Linked DNA regions of Sus scrofa: region 2 is linked to region 1. The links are chromatin contacts, called in public HiChIP or PLAC-seq maps. All regions are on one chromosome and are shown on one strand. Each heading gives the region's core, a stretch centred on a gene start, on an enhancer-like site or on the middle of the called end of the contact. The rest is flanking DNA. Distances are from core to core; before and after follow the strand shown. Region 1 overlaps FOXP1 (forkhead box protein P1). Region 2 overlaps FOXP1 (forkhead box protein P1).

Evidence for each region. HiChIP or PLAC-seq counts read pairs in DNA pulled down with a chosen protein or histone mark.
Region 2: an H3K27ac HiChIP or PLAC-seq map of skeletal muscle shows a contact between it and region 1, with 3 times the contacts expected there. The contact joins two enhancer-like sites. A contact is called at or near these places in 1 of 47 Hi-C or Micro-C datasets (epiblast stem cells) and 1 of 2 datasets of contacts at active chromatin or transcription factors (skeletal muscle).

Annotation. Positions count from the first base shown.
Region 1 is chr13:52,564,167-52,567,052 of Sscrofa11.1, reverse strand. All of the region lies in intron 6 of FOXP1 (forkhead box protein P1), which reads left to right. Among named protein-coding and RNA genes, the nearest start is that of FOXP1, 410 kb to the left of the region's middle. Within about 2 kb of position 1,587, at least 10 of the 83 cell types and tissues checked have an H3K27ac peak or open chromatin away from gene starts, as enhancers often do. A contact at or near this core is called in skeletal muscle, where this site is marked.
Region 2 is chr13:52,776,657-52,779,356 of Sscrofa11.1, reverse strand. All of the region lies in intron 3 of FOXP1 (forkhead box protein P1), which reads left to right. Among named protein-coding and RNA genes, the nearest start is that of FOXP1, 200 kb to the left of the region's middle. Within about 2 kb of position 1,291, at least 31 of the 83 cell types and tissues checked have an H3K27ac peak or open chromatin away from gene starts, as enhancers often do. A contact at or near this core is called in skeletal muscle, where this site is marked.

The DNA of each region.
Region 1 (2,886 bases), core at 338-2,837:
ATAGATGGATGGATGAAAAGGAGTTATAGAAGAGCAGTATTTAGGGATTAGATCTAGGGAAAGAAGCCTGCCCTTCCTTCTATGTTGGGAAGGAATGCAGTTAAAATGCAAATATTAAGAGGAATGAAAACTTTATAAGGATAAAAGAAAGACTGACAAAAACAACCGTGTTTTCTCTATGATCTCCTCGTGGCTTGAGCTGAGAGCGACCAGAGAAGTTACCATAGACCCAAGAGAAGTTGTAAGGGACCTTAAATCAAGAGTGTCACTTCGTCGCTTGCCTCCGCAGTATGGTTTTCTCAATTAGTGGTCGTTCTGGGAGGCCTGCTTAACAGCTTATGAGAAACAAATATTAACACAAATTGTGTAATTATATTACACTCTCAGATTCCTCCAAGATGCAAAGTGGTTTTCAGCTAAGAACACGCCAGCAATAAAACATCCTATAGTCAAAGGAAGCGCGCGCTCAAAGGGAACCATGAGACTGGATCCGAGCGACTTTCACAGTTTATTTTCATGGTATTTAAATTATGATACCAGTGGGTATTTTTAATTAGTGTGCACTTGTCTACATAAGCCATGTTGGCAAATTTGACTCATTCATACAGTAGTTGCTGTAAAAGAGGCCAGCACAGCCTGCAGGAATTAAAATTAAAAGTTTCTGCAAGCTGTTGTCGACATGACCATATCTCATTAACTTTAAAAATGGAGATTATTTGCCTGAAAGCTTGATTTGACTAGCAGTAATCAAATATTAGGCTCAGCGGAGTGAAGGGTGGGGGGAGTGCCATTGTTGTGATATATACCGCTAAGTGTTTTGCAGTTCGCTTTAAATAGCAGTATAAGATGTGTGTTTTGACAAAGGGAATAGGAAAGAGAAACACAGACATATGGCCTCAAAAGTATTATTAGGATAGTTTTATTTTAGTTTAAGGCTCATTATTTACTAAGTTTCCAGAAGACAAATATGATTGTGCCGATTACCAGTTCTTCCCTCCTTAAGGAGGCAACTTAATTGTCTGAAGGAGCTTCCCCTGCTTGATCAAAGTTTCAGTCTTAGAAACGGGGCCTATCTCGTGATAATCTTTCCTTTTCTCATCTGGTAAATTGGCATGAACCTTAAATTTGTATCCCGGCTTCATCCCATTGTTTTAACGGAATGTGATGAAAAGGTTGCAAAATAGCGCGTAAAATGAACCCCAAGAAAAGAGCCCTCCCCTTATCTCATCTACTTTCCAAATAGCTTGTTATTTGAATGAGGTATCTGAGCAAAAAAAAAAAAAAATCTCCTTTTGCAAGTAATTAAGGATCTAAGGTTGAAAACCTGAAGTTGCTGAAATACGGTAGACGTAGTCCCATTTTAGATCTCGTTTTATAGTTTCACATGCACAAAGGAACATTTGTAACGCCTAAGTGTAAACTGGAAAATGAAGATGCATTTGGGGGGGAAAAAACGCAAAGAAAAAAGGTGCAGTTAAACAAAAGACCAAAGATAAAGTCTTAAGCCTTTTTATGTCTCCGAGCTGAGAACATGTTCTGCATTTTACTCAAGGACCATGAGGCTAGAATGTAAGTAACTGGTTTTTGCATTAGGCTCTCCCTGGAGGTAGCAGAAAAATATCATGTCCCTGCATGAAATGCGAATGTGAAATCTACCAGAAAGAAATATTTATGACCATTTTATGCTTGATTAGGCTTGGATGACATCTGTTAGAAGACAGGGACTGGACAAAGAGAGAGACGCTCGGGGGCAAATGTTAACGGAGTTGTTTAGACGACGCTAGGGCAGAAGCGTCCATTTACTGCCAGGCAAAACACAGGAATTGTGTTAGCGAGAGTGCAGCTGACAAGAATCCACGGTGATGGAGACACTGTAAACTGACTCGATGAAATCGGTGGATACAGCTGTTGATAGTCACCTCTCGCTGCCTCAGTTTATGGGCAGGTATCTAGGCGAAACCCTGATCCAGTAACTTCCCGGGAGCCGATGCGTTCATAAAGTTACACACATGTGACTCAGCTATAAAAAGAGATCATCTTCACTTTTTCAAGTGAGTTTTACATTCTCCTGCCAGACAGACTTAGCAGCACCAGGAAACATTTCTCTATCTCTCAGCGAAAGGAGAATTAATTAAATGACACACTTGCTTCTGGATACTGCTGCGACTGAAGTTTCTTTTCTTATCATAAGTCTCCCCCCTCCCTCCTCACCCCCCTCCCCTCGCTTAAAAAAAAAAAAAAGAGAGAAATGTAGGCCCCTCAGTTCTATAGAAGCACTTCATCACTTTAAACAGGGCAAATGTTTGCCTAAAAAAGAAAAAAAAAAAAAACTTTTCCAACACTGGCAAACATTTTATCAATGGTTAAACATTTCAGTGCTCAAGTCCGTGCTGTTTGTCTGAAGCCATGGTTCCACCACGAGTGGAGGTATGAACAGTTATTTCATTCTGGTTCTTTTCCCAGCTTCTTTTCCTGTAAATTTTCTCTGTCTGGAATGCTGATGGGAAATGTTATTTTGTTTTTGTTTGCAGCAGTTCTGTTGTTTTGATTTTGTCTGAGTGGTATGGAAAACAGTACGTCACTTAGAGTGGGTGTTTTGTCTACCGGCCATTTGGCCATTGCACATATATTTCTCATACTTATTACATGATGACAAGGGAACCAAAAAGGCACAATTTTTCCAGTTGAATTTTTCTTTCCAGTTTAATAATAGTGAAAAAAGAAAACAAAAGTTAATAGATTTAGCAGTTTGATGGTACTCGCAATGTGATCGCTGACATTAGGTGCTTTTGTTTTTTTCCTCCATTCCTTGTGGTTGAGGAGCTGTTTAAGTGAAGGTCAGATTAATGCATAGATCAGTTTTTACAATAAACTGCCTGTGGATAG
Region 2 (2,700 bases), core at 42-2,541, 210 kb before region 1:
GAAGTCAGTCAATAAAGTTGACTCTTAATATTGAAACTTTACTAGGTCCAATCTGGAATTGGAAATATGTGATATTTTTTGCCCTGGGTAAACTTTATATTTTTTTAGGTGGGGAATATTTAGATCTTCCATTCATGCAGATTCACCATTTCCTTTATATACATGTTTTGAGCTCATGACATTTTTGTGAGCTGTTTTTTTTTTTTTTTTTTTTTTTTTTAAGTCACAGTTTTGGAGGAAGGAGGGGGGCTTGGAGAAAGTAGGGGTTTTTGAAGAAACCATATCATTTTCCACTTTGAAAAAGATTCTTCCTTAAAATGATGAACTGTGTTTGATTCTGGAAGTGAGCATGCCAGGCACGGGGAGGCAGAATTTCATAACATATAGTTTGTCTCAGATGGAAGACTTTTCTTCCCACCTCCATGGCGCTGCAGGGTAAATTTCTTTTTTTTTGTAGTAAAATATGCATAACATGAAATTGACCATTTTAACCGACTGTGTGATCATTTTAAACATTACTTCAAAGCTGTATGAGCAAAGGGAAGAAACAGATTTTCTTATTTGACCATTTTTACTTTGGGTCTCAAATAGTGCCATCCCAACAATTAGCTGGCCTTCGTTTATTTGAAACCAGAATAGAAAGTCCTCGTGGTACAAACCTTTGCTTTTTGGAGACTTGGGCTGTTTCTCTTCCTATAGAATTCCTCACCCCCGCCTGCCACATCCTTAGCGACACCCATCCGTGGGGGCAGAAAGGGAACTTGAAGGGCCTTTGGGGCAGCAAAGCCCTTGCCATCATGATGTTTGCTTTGGCAGAGCTTTCTGCCTTTGGTTTACAAGGTTGCAGTAAACACTTCCTTTGCATTTCCTGCTTACAGAGCAAGTGGCTTACATGTTGCACCGAGAGAGGGAAATTTCTCATTGCTCTGTTGAAACCTGCGTCTCACCGACCCTTGGAATCACACGGAAGGAGCCTGTGTTTCATTTGTCTGAGTGATCTTCCCCCCCTCCACCTTCCCTTTCCGAAAAGTCCCTTGGCTTGTTGACTTGGAAAAAGCAGGTTTTGAATTACATACAGCAGGTACTGAAGTCGGGCTGCTGGACGCGCTGTTTTCTGGGATGCTGACTTGCTGATAGAAAAGCGAGAACCAGTTTACAGTAGCTCTGACACCACTGTTACCTTTCTCCAGTCCTCTCCAGCTGCTCCCAGCCCTTCGGATGCCTTCGCCGTGCACACAGTTTGTTCTTGGGTGTGAAAGCAAACAGTATTTGAGTTGGCAGCAACTTCTCTTTCAGTGGAGTTTGCTGCCTCGGCAAGAAACCGCAGCGTGAGCTTTCTGCTGCTGAAGGTTTCCACTGGCAGGATGGCCTTTTCCCACATTTCCTTGGTTTAAGGAAACAGATTTTTTTGAACTTTTTTTTTTTTTAAAGACAAAATGCCAACATTTAACAGCTGGAGTTAGTATATAATTTATGGTTTTCACTTTACGTTCTTGTGGATGTAGAAAAATTAAAAATCCATAATTATTGTTAAATTATGCAAGGTTTTGCAAAAAGAGTGATTAAAAATAGACCCTCTGTTATGAGGAATTCAAGAAAGTCATTGTTACCCAAACAGGTATTCTCAATTATTCTATCTTTAATGGTTTTTAATTGTTATAATTTACTCATATTCTATTACATCTCTCAGAGGAGATGTTTCTGAAAGCTCTTTGTTTTTCTTTTGAGGAACAAGTAGGATTTTGTTCATTTGAACCTCTTCAGCTTTTTTTCCCCCCAAATCTTATTTTTTATTTTTTTATATGTCAGCGTGTTTAATCCCCACTTGAGGCAACGCTTCTTGTCACAGTGGTTTTCTCTGGAGAATCTTAACTCTGAGAGCAAAGCAGACTCAGACCTGCTCCCTGCCAAGGTGATAGTCTTGGTGCAGGAAGACCTGCACGCCTCTTGTGGAAGTGACCCACGTCTTTTTTATGCCACAGACTCTCCCTTTGAGGCGAGCTTCAGTTTTCGCACATTCCCTTTTGGAGATGTTTACGTCCACACCTTACAGATTTAGCATATAGATTCCTCATTGGCTGGAGGCCTTGCTAAATTGGTAACATATCAGAATCAGGAATCAAATGCAGGCAACCAATTAAAAAAGTGACTGCATGTTACCTCCAGACAGGTAGTAGTTCTGAGACTGGTGGGTTTTGCTGTTGGTTTTTTGTGTTTTGTTTTGTTTTTTTTTTTTTTTTCTTCTGTTGATAGAGGCAAAGATTCTGAGAAGTTTTATCAACATCCCCAAAAGCCACAGCTTTAATTAAAAAGTGGCTCTAACATGTTTGTTTTCCTGATTTCTCAGAAAATAAAATAGGAAGTGAAAAGGCTGTTCTCCTTGGTACAGTGTGTTGCTCTAAAGATGGTTCGATCTGCATGTTAGATTTAGGGTCAGAACATTAGCTGTGATGAATAACAGGGGACAAAATTTTTCTTTTCTTTTCAAGGATAGTGGCAGTTAATCATTTTTATCTGCCCGCCTTGTAGACTTGATTAGATTTATTATGTATGCCACGTGTTTATGGCATTTTTATTATATGTTGTTAATTTGTTGTAACTGCCACCACATTTTTTTTCCCCTTCTTGCCTTTTCTCCCTAGAGGACCCTTCAAAGCATCTAAGTGTCAACTGTTACCTTGTGCTTCGGGAAACTTTAAT